Regions from separate parts of the Anser cygnoides genome. Here region 1 is linked to region 2. The links are chromatin contacts, called in public Hi-C maps. All regions are on one chromosome and are shown on one strand. The core of a region is the stretch at or near the end of the contact, and the rest is flanking DNA. Distances in the headings are between cores, read along the strand shown.

What was found. A called contact is a pair of places that touch in the nucleus more often than the background predicts.
Region 1: a Hi-C map of liver shows a contact between it and region 2, with 6 times the contacts expected there. The contact joins the enhancer-like site here to the promoter of FERMT2 in region 2. A contact is called at or near these places in 2 of 7 Hi-C or Micro-C datasets (both in liver).

Annotation. Positions count from the first base shown.
Region 1 is chr5:63,593,776-63,599,283 of Taihu_goose_T2T_genome, reverse strand. It overlaps STYX (serine/threonine/tyrosine interacting protein), which reads left to right. Exons shown (of 11, transcript XM_048066136.2): 2 at 2,500-2,532; 3 at 3,468-3,521; 4 at 4,624-4,721; 5 at 5,415-5,475. Among named protein-coding and RNA genes, the nearest start is that of STYX, 9.9 kb to the left of the region's middle. Within about 2 kb of position 3,618, at least 1 of the 3 cell types and tissues checked has open chromatin away from gene starts, as enhancers often do. A contact at or near this core is called in liver, where this site is marked.
Region 2 is chr5:63,518,308-63,523,474 of Taihu_goose_T2T_genome, reverse strand. FERMT2 (FERM domain containing kindlin 2) reads right to left here and starts at 2,246. Exons shown (of 15, transcript XM_048066133.2): 1 at 1,967-2,246. The coding sequence starts at 2,123.

The DNA of each region.
Region 1 (5,508 bases), core at 2,369-4,868, 74 kb before region 2:
AGTGGCTCCTCTGTAAAGCTTCATGTTACCTTATTTTCATTCCCTCTCTCTATTTTGTCTTCCAAGTATCAAAGATCCCTTCGGTCTGATAAAGGGAAACTTCCAGTTGTTGTTGTTTGCCTTCGGGGCGCTGCAGCGCGGAGAACACGGTTAACGAATGAACTCCTTAAAATGAGACCTCTGCTTGCTACTCTGATAGACTTTTAATGGCCTTTTGCATGCCGTTTGAATAATCTTGCGTTGTTAATTTTCAAAGCCTGTAAGGGACGTCAGGCAATCAGCAGAATCGCTCTTCGTTTGTGCCCTTGCGTAACAAAAACATACAGTCTGCGATGGCATCTTTCAGATATTTATTTCGCAGACTAAAACCCGTTGCAAACTGTACCTTTAGCCGCCAGTGTTTTCCAAAAAGCCCAGATGTCTGGAGCTAGTAGTGCCTTGTTTTTGTGTTCTGAACATCTGTGGCATCTGTTGCCCTTTGGGTTTTGTTTTCCTTTGGACTACGTACTGCTAAATTCTTGCCTACTTATTGTGCGCAGCTTACAGCTTTTGTGACTAACCCAATTTCCTGCCTCAGATGCGTTTCAGAGGAATATTTTTAACACGTTAAGTCCCCTTGACCAAAGTACTGATGAATTTGTGTTTTCATGACGCTCCAGACTAAGACTCCTAAATTCCCCAAGTATATAAATAGAGTAGTAAGCCCACTTAGGGCTCCTGGAGTGTAACTTAAGCTCTTCAGACATTATTCCTCATGATGTTGTTTTTATACTTGGACAAAACCAGGACTTCCTTGCATTTTGGGGAATAAATTACGCTTTTGTATATGCAGTGAGGCAGTGGGATTACGCTAAAACTTGCTTGGGTCAGCCTTCAAAGGATACAGTTCCTTAAAGATCATCCCTTTGTTACGGGGTTTCTACGTTCTGCTATCAGGAGCTTTTATTATTACAGCTGGAACACACAAAAACAACGTAGCTGGCCCTCTGTCTTTAACAGAGACCATTTCAGCGTGGTTTTGTGTCCCGGTTTGTACTACCATTTTACGTAGTATTCAGGGAATTGTTTTGAGTGGCTTAATGTTTGTTTGCTTTCTCAGAAACTCTGCCCCAGATTCAATCCAAGTGGCTTCCAGGATGACTTCCCTGACACTAAAATCCTTTCTAATTCCCTACCAAGAGCTAGCAAAAGCCTCCCTGCGCGTGTGGCCAGGGGAAGCACTGACTTTTTCTTGCGTGCCCTTCTAAAAAGGGGGCTGACTGTGAAATCGGTGCTTCCGGCGCAGCTGTGGGTGCTGAGGTGGGCAAAGCCATGGGTTGAGGGCTTGGAGCTTTCTCGATGCCCTCGAGACCTCGCCGCAGGGGTGGGATACTCGGAGCTGAACTTCGTGGTAGCTCCGAGGAGACCAGGACGTCGACAGGAGCGGCACGCGGCGAAGCTTTTCCTTAGCTGCCGGCGTGCGTGGAGCAACCGACCGAGTTCCGTAAATACAGGCGAGCGGTCTGTTAGGTTTGCTACGTCCGGAAACTTCCCCTCTTCTTTCTGGTAGCTGGGATCTCACACGGCTCCCTCGTACTGCGGGGCAGCGAGAAAGAGCCCGCTGACAGCCCAGCGGGAGCTGTAGGGGAGCGAGGACAGGCACGGAGGCTCTGCCGAAGGATTCGTTCGGTTTAGCTTTGGCTGTTCTGTCAAACGGAGCAAGGGCTGAAAACGCCGGGCCTGCCACGTCCTCCGGAAGGGTTGGAGAGACCGAGGGGGTGAGAGCGAGCGGGGGCAGCGAGCCCTGTGGGTCGGGATCCTGCAGGAGGCGGCCGTGTGCCGGCTGCCGATGGACGGCTGGGCATCACCTTCGTGCGGCCCAGCACCGGCACGTGGATGTTGTGCGAGGATCCTTCCCGGTGTAACGGCCTCGCATGGGGAAAAGTGGGAATCTGTTTCTTTATGGCGTGCTGTAGTGATGCAGAACACGACTTCCTGGGGTTGTTAAAGCTAAATCCTGAATATTCAGAGCTAAGTTGCTTTGAATAGAGGCAGTGAGATGGTCTGGGTTTTAACGGAGCTGCTGCTGTGCCTCCTTCCTTCTGCCTGCTTGTTCAGGGCTGCAGGAACGTAACAATCAAAGGACTCTTTTGCCTCTGTGGCTAATACAGAATGTCCCGAAGCTTTTCCCTTTTTTCTTCCCCCCTCCTTCTGCCTCCCCTCTCTCGAGACGTTTCAAAGCAGAAAGCCGAGCAGTGGATATACACCACGCCGGCTCTCCTGCACAGGCGTCCTCGCTGATGACGTCGGGTGCTTGAGTTTTTCTGCACGTTCGCTCTCAGAAGAGTGATGTGCCTTGTCCCCGAGTGTCACCGGTGTCCGCCTGGAGAGGTAGAAGTTAGCTCATACACATACAGAAAACAGACTTTATTCTTTTATATAATGTGCGCGGATAGGCCTCTGCCTGGATTTGTTTTCCCTTCTGCATGCTTATATAACTATTTTTATTTTATTTTTAAGGATTGGACCTATCCCATGAGGAGAGAGATGCAGGTATGACGCGCTTTCATTTTCCGTTTGAGTCAAAACCCACAGTGCTTTCTATAGGGGGGGGGGGAAAAAAGCCTTACAAAAAAAGCTGGTATTAAAATCAGTCCTTAGGGTAAAGTATCAGGCAGCACCCTGGGAGAGATGTGCTGCTCCGGTGGGGGAAGGACAGAGGTTTAATATCTCTCAGACATCCCTGGCGTAATGATTAACGTGGTTCCAGTGATGGCATCTTGTTCCATCGGGGACTACAGGTAGCAAGGGGTTCAGTGGCAGGGGGAGAGGGCTGCTGGCTTAGTGTGAAGGTGGGTTTTGGGTCTCCGTTGTGCAAGTGCAGGAAAACAAAAATAATCTCCTTCAGAATCCCCCCAAATGAATGTTTTTAGGAGATGGTTACTGAAAACATTATTGGAGCTCTGCTTTTTAACTTAAATCCCCTTGGGAGTAGCTGTTCTCATGTAGGTAGGACTTCAGGACAATTAAAAGTTTCCTGCCGCGTCAGCCAAATCTTTGTACAAGACCTTCATGTCTTTACTGGGGAGGAGATAACTGGTTAAAATTAGCTTTTTTCTACCACTGAGACAAAGCTAGAGGCCTGATATGCCTGTATATTTTCCATGAGAGTGCTTAGGAATTAAGTTGGAGACACAATTATGTACAAACGCAGAGTTCCCTCAAAGCCCACGTTCGATCCGGGGCTGGGTGAGAGGTATCAGTCAACCTGGAACTTAGCCTAAACAAAGGACGAAATTCCAGTTCCAGAACAAGATCTCCTGCACAAAGGTCGTGCGGCTTTTATTTTGTTCCCTTGGCCTGTTTTAAACAGCACTTGATAACGTCTCACGGACGTGTGAGTTATTTGTTCCTGTGGGGTCGAATGCAGCGTGTTATTTCAGATAATTTGGGGTTCATATTAACTGTCTGTTTTTCTGCCCCCCTAGGAAATTTTACCCGGGTTATTTTTAGGCCCGTATTCTTCAGCTATGAAAAGCAAGGTATGATTTTCAGAAGAGTGTCTCGTAAGGAAACTTTGCTGTGCTGCTTTTTTACTGTGGCAATGTGTTGTTCAAGTGTACGTCTGTATCCACGTAGGTATAAATTTGGTTGCAACATTTTGTACAATCCTCTGACATCTTTCCTGCTGGGCAGAAGAAGTGCATCATGCCTTTATGGGGTGGTTTCTTAAACCTGGAGGATAATCAGGGGCTGGTATCGATGCCTCCCTCTTTCCAGAGAGAATCTGCAGCCATGTGCTGGGGCAGTTGGCACTTGCAAAAACTGCCTTTTCTTTAACAATCTTGAAAAAAGTGAAAAAGAGCCCTGATTGATTTTTCACATGGCTTCAAGTTGTGCATGCATGCGTACACACACGTGCAAGTTCTTAATTTCTGCTGGCCAGCTTTACCTATGCCTTGCAAACCAGAGAAAACTCCAGGTTTGAAGTGACTTACGTGTTAGTTAATTGTGGTGAACGTGTGTCTGTGTTTTGTATATTAAAAATTGAGTTTTATAGTTAAGCTTTAAAATAATTTTTCTAAGAAGTTATTAAAAAAATCAGACTCGCACATTGCTGATCAGGCAATCAGTTTCCTTTACTGAAGTGTTGCAACACAGATCAGAATTGGAAACTTACACAGCAAAATAAAGTATGTAGCAGTGCTTGACTTGATTGTAGAAGCAAAACCAAAGCTTGTTATCTGCCAGCTTGCACTGTGGTCTAACTGCTCTTACCTTCAGTGGTCTGGCTGCAAGAAGTGGTCTGCAAGAAGCAATGCTAGCTGGAAATTGCTATAGCATATGCACACTTGCAATTTCAGGAGAACTGAAAGGTGGGCACAATCAAACAAGTTTTTGAACGCCTTTCTTGCCTCTTACTTCCATCATTGGAATGCTTTTTTTCTTACAAATCCTAATGGTTGTGTTTTTGCTTTTTTGAAAGAGAATTTTTCACACTGTGCTTTGAACATTAGAAAGCCAGCTCTGATTTTCCTCAGGTACTTGATGTAACTCATTGCGTATTTAAGTATAGCTTCTCTTTTAAATGACTGTGTAATCGATGGACTCGGTTTTTAAAAATCTGTTTTTCTTTTTCTGCAGCTACCTATACTTCAGAAACATGGAATCACCCATGTAATATGCATACGGCAAAACATTGAAGCAAACTTTATTAAACCAAACTTCCAACAGCTGTTTAGGTGAGAAATGAGCATAATGTGCAGAACTGTAAACAAGTAAGACTTACTTTTAAACACATTACTCTGTAGTAATGAGATCTTTTTTGTGCGTTCTTTCTGGTTATTTTTACATTGTAAAAACTATTTCTACACCTTATCACATTTCTCAAAGACTCTGAAATCCAAGCTGTGGAGTTTCTTCATCGTGCTAAACTCCAGACGTAAGCAAATCCACAAATGAAAAGTATCTGTTCGTGTCCAGTAACTGTCTTGAGTTATGAGGTTGTTAGTTCTGAGTAGTCTCTGCTGTCGATAAAACACTTGAGGTAACTTGATCAGAAAATGTGTACCTCTGAAAAAGCTGCATAGAGAGCCCCAGAAAAGGATGCTGGCCCGTATTCACATACTGATGGCGAGGATGTGAGCGCACAGTGTGCTGCTTTCAAACACAGCTCTGTCGTTGGTAGCACAGCATTTCTGAATTTCTTCCGCCCCCCGGGGTGATTTTCTCTGGGGATGTTGGAGAAGGTTCCTCATTTGCTTCCTTGTAAGGACAGCTCAGAAGGCTGCTTGCTCGGAGTAGTTCCGGAGCTCGGACCGGAGAGTAAAGCCACGTGGGTAGTGTCGGCTTCCTTCTGCAGGTTGGAGCGTTGTCGCAGGGCTGAGTCAGCTGTAAGCGTTACTGCGTACTCATGGCAACTGTTCTTGTTGCAGGTATTTAGTCCTGGATATTGCAGATAATCCGGTTGAGAATATAATACGATTTTTCCCTATGGTAAGTATTGGTTAACGTGAATGGGTTGGGAAT
Region 2 (5,167 bases), core at 997-3,496:
AGCGCTTATCCATCCGGGGGCCGATTTTTACCATTTCTAGAAAGCCATTGACTTTTTTTTTTTTTTTTTTGTGCTTCCCCGTGTGCTCAGCCCAGCTTCGGCGGATCTTTCTGCAGCTCCGGCATAAAAATAACAAAAATAAATGAGTTTTCTGAGTCAAGGCTGTCTCGAGCTCAAGACCCTTTGATGCGAAGGTTTGCTTCCTTTTCAAACGAGCGTACTTATGTCTGTCTCTTGCTTCCTTTAGCTACAGATAATTGATAAATCGGAGCCCGAGCACGGTGTAAGATGGTGTTTTTAAAGCCACGCAAACGCTTCGCATGTAAGCAGGACCTGCAGGCGCAGCTGACAGCGCTGCTACTCCCACAGCCACAGGCATGCGCCGGCAACTCGAAATTAATATTTTATTTGAGCAATTACGGTAATCAGCCCGAACAACGCTGCTGGGTAAACACAGGCAAGCCATAAGGAGCCGATACAAAGAGGAGCCGCTACGAGGCCGTCCCCGGACCGCGGGTTGGGGACAGCACCAAGTGGCTTTTGGGGACGCCGGGCCGCGAAGGCGCCCACGGAGAGCGCACAAAAGCTCGCAGCCGGCCGGCCCCACCGCCTTCAGATGCCGGTTTTCACATGCCCCAGACAAACGGGCTCTTTGTCCAGGTGCGAGCTCAAGGCCACCGGACACCGCGGGGCTCCCGGCCCCCCTTGTTGGCCCCAAAAGCCAGGCAGCCCCAAATCAGCTCAAAGGCGCTTTCCTCGCCCAAAAACGGCACCGCGCGTGGAGCAGGGCCAGCCCTTCCAGTGCTGACCGTGCAAACGCGCTGCCCAGCTCCGCTCTGTGCTGGCTTTCCGAATTAAATCTTTTTTTGTCAGCCGGAGAAGGCGCACTCGCACAAAACCCACCCATAAATGACGATGTCTCCCGGCCCCACGCAAAGTCCCCTTTGCAGAGCAGCTCAAAGCACCGGCCCCGGGGGCGGAACGGTTCGGCTGCTTCTGGCCCGAAGTGGGTGCAGAGCGTGGGTGCTGCCGGGCACCCCTCGGGGCCCCAGGGGGCTGGGTGGTGCTCAGAGGGGTGTCTGGGGAGAGGGGCACCCCGGGGCACTCGGAGGGCTGGGACAGGGTGCTGGGTGCTCAAGCGGAGTCGTGGGGCAGGGTGCTGGGTGCTTAAGCAGAGGCTATGCCGGGACAGGGGGTGCTGGGTGCTCAACCAGGGGGCAGGGTGCTGGGTGCTCAAGGTATGCCGGGACAGGGTGCTGGGTGCTTAAGCTGATGCTAGGACAGGGTGCTGGGGCAGGATGCTAGGTGTGGGCAGGGTATCGGGTGCTGGACATAGGCAGGGTGCTGGGCACTGGGCACAGACAGGGTGCCGGGTATAGGCAGGGTGCTGGGCATTGGATATAGGCTAGGTGCTGGGTGCTGGATGTAGGAGGGGTGCTGGATGTAGGCTGGGTGCTAGGCATAGGCAGGGTGCTGGGTGCTGGATATAGGCTGGGTATTGGGGTGCTGGATGTAGGCTGGGTGCTGGGGCAGGGTGCTGGGTGTACAGGCAGGGTGCTGGGCACTGGGTGCTGAAGCACAGCACTGTAGAGCTGGGTGCTGGGTGCTGGGGCACAGGCTGGGTGCTGGGCACTGGGTGCTGGGCACAGCACTGTGGCAGAGTCCTGGGCGCTGGGGCAGGGTGCTGGGCGCTGGGGCAGGGTGCTGGGGCGCTGGGGCACGGGGTGCTGGACACAAGCAGGGCGCTGGGTGCCGGACACGGGCAGGGTGCTGGGTATGGGCAGGGTGCTGGGTGCCGAAGCACAGCACCGTGGCTGAGTCCTAGGAGCTGGGGCAGGGTGCTGGGCGCTGGGGCAGGGTGCTGGGCGCTGGGGCAGGGTGCTGGCTACAAGCAGCCGTGTGCCGGCGCCCAGCCCTGCCCGAGGCCGGCGGCCGGGGGGGGGGGGGGGACGGACACGACACTCACCGAGCTTCTCGACGAGGCGCAGCATGACGCCGCCGATGTGGATCTCGCCGGTGACCCGCAGGGTGACATCGCGGCCCAGGTCGGTGACATGGACGCTCAGCTCCCACGTCCCGTCCGCGTAGCAGCCGTCCGGCATGCGGATCCCGTCCAGCGCCATGGCCCCGGCCTCCTGCGCCGCCAGCCAGCCCCGCTCAGCCCCCGGCACGGCTCCGCTCGGCTCCGCTCGGCTCGGCTGGGAGGGAGCCGGGGGCGCGGGGAGGAGGGGGGGGGGGACGGGGAGGGGGGGGGCGCCCGAGCCGCTCTGCCCGCGGGGCCGCCCGGGAGGAGAAGGGGCGGGCAGGGGGAGAGGGGCGGGAGGAGGAGGAGGAGGAGGAGGAGGAGGAGGAGGAGGGGGAGGGGGATAATAATTAAAGGAAAAACGCGCCCCGCGCTGCCGGGCCCCTTGGCCTTTTATGGAAGCGAAGGACAGAGCGCGGGGGGGGCCCCGCTCCAACATCCGGGACTCGGCACGGCTCGGATCGGCTCGGATCGGCTCGGCACGGCGTGGATCACGGCATGGCACAGCACGGCCCGGCATGGCACGGCACAGCTCGGCATGGCACGGCACGGCATGGCATGGCATGGCATGGCATGGCACGGCATGGCACGGCACGGCATGGCATGGCATGGCACAGCACGGCATGGCATGGCATGGCATGGCACGGCATGGCATGGCATGGCACGGCACATGGCACAGGCATGGCATGGCATGGCACGGCACATGGCATGGCATGGCATGGCACGGCATGGCATGGCATGGCACAGCATGGCACGGCATGGCATGGCACGGCATGGCATGGCATGGCATGGCAGCACGGCATGGCATGGCATGGCACAGGCACGGCATGGCATGGCATGGCACGGCATGGCATGGCACACGGCATGGCATGGCACGGCATGGCATGGCACGGCACGGCATGGCATGGCAGCACGGCACGGCATGGCACAGCACGGCATGGCATGGCATGGCACGGCACGGCACGACATGGCACAGCATGGCACAGCATGGCACGGCATGGCACGGCACGGCATGGCACAGCTCGGCATGGCACGGCACGGCTGCTCAGCAGGCCCCTCCAAGCGCACCCCACCGCCAGCCCAACCCCGGGGGTTTCCCCGCTTTTCCAAGCCCCCAGCCCCGCAGCAGAGCCGGCCGGCACCGAACCGCCTCGCCCCGTGCCGAGCCCTACCTTGGCGTCGCAGCCTTCGGCCCGCGCCGTGCCCGCTGCCCCGCTGCCTCCCTCCATCCCCAGCGAGCCTCGGGGATGGGAGCTGTGGGTGGCGAAGGAGAGCCCGAGCCGGCACGAATGCAGAAAAAAAAATTAAAAAAAAAAGTGATTATCCGCTTCCTGTGGCTCTCCACCCAATGATACGTACGTCCCGCCACGGCAGCCGGGCTTCCTGAGAAGGTGGCGGCGCGGGAGGAGCGGGGACGCGAGGCCCGCGGTGGGCAGGATGCGTCCCGCGGTGGGCGCTGGGCAGCCCCGTCCCGCTGGCCCCAGCCCCTCGCTGCGGCCTCTGCCCTCAATTTCCACGCGTGCCGCTCCCGCGTCCCACGCCACGAACGGCAGCCGGGGCTTTGTCGTGGTGGTGGGCACGAAAGCGGCGTGGCGGGGAGGATGGGGGCTCCCCAGCTTCCCCCCTTCTGCTGTTTTCGTGGAGGTGTTTATCAAGGGTTGCTCCTCTGCTTTCCTATAAGCCTTAATAAAGGCTTTCCTGGGCCAGGTTTCGCGCACAAAGAGCATGGAGGATTTAGGCTAACGTGGCCGATGCTGCTGGAGGGGACTTGGGTAACGGTGGCCTCCCCCCAAAATCCTCCCAGGGCCTCGGTCCCTGCCAGCGTAACCCCATTTCTTCCCCCTGAGCCTGGAAGCTGAGCACACTCTGCACGGGGACGGCCTGGGAAGGCAGGGCAAAGCCATCCCGTAACAGCCCGGCTCGTATCTCGGCGTTACTCCTCTGTCAGACAATAGGGCAATAAATAGAAAGGGTTACTCTCCGCTCCGGCGTTTTGGCCGAGCTCCCCAGCTGATGCAATGCAACACGGCCCCGGTGAAGCCGCATTGTTTCGGTCCAGCTGACTGCACTGGTTCCTCCTGCCCCCAAAAACCCTTCCCGGAGTTTATTTCCCCAGCCTCGGTGGCAGGGGGACGCCGTCCCCGGGGCTCCCCTTCCCACCCGCAGCGGGGGTGTGCGCGGAGGCGGGCGGCCTCGTCGCCAATGCTCGGCCGAGCCGCGAAGCAAGGTCAAAAATGCACCCGCGGAGGCTCTTGCGTCAGAGGCAGCCAAGCATCCCGGGGCTCTTCCCACTGTTTGCAGGAGCTGTGCGCTCCCTACGAGCAGCAGCAATAGCCAAATAAGGTGCCGCAGCGCACGGCCGCGCCGCCGGGGCAGGGATGATGCCCACCAGACCTGCCCGCGCGCGGCTCCCAGCCCGCTGCCCCTTCGGCCTCCGCTCCCCGAAAGCGGGATGCTGTTCCCGTGAAATGACTCAACAGCGGGGCAGCTCCGAGATACCGGCGGTGGAGCCGAGCCGCTCCTTCCCTGCCTTTATTAGGCTCCTTTTTGCTCTGTTTTTGTTTGCTTTTTTTTTTTTTTACTGATTATTTTAATTTTTAACTATGCGCGAGTGTCGAAGCTGGCTCGCTTTAATACCTTGCAGCTTCGGGGCTGTGTGTGAGCCGGTCAGACTGGCTTTCTCCAGGGCGACCGAAATGTGCCCCGTGTATTTGGGTGCCTTGGCTGGGTGTAGGGAGCAGGAAAAGCAGCAGGATCCAGGCACGGGAGCAGAGAAATTCCCCGAAGCCAAGTGTGAAGACAAACCCATTTCCTCCCGCGGCGCAGCGCGGCCGGGCAGAAGACACTCGGCCCCGTCACCCCAAAAGCTTGCCCAGGTCCTCGTACTCCCCATCCCCAGCTTCTTCCTGAACGAGGGGCAAAGTTTAAAAAGAAAACCCCAGAAAGGAGAAATGCAGAAGCCTGATTTTCCCTGGTGCTTTCTGCGGCTCCAGCACCTCCCCGGCGCTGTGCCCCCACTGGTGCCGCTCCATGCTGCACTGTGCCCACCGTGCCCTTACTCAGCACCTTCTTGTAGAGCCGTGGGCTTGGAGCAAGGCTTGGAAGGATGTGCTACAAGAAATAAAATCCCAGGCAAGAGCAAGC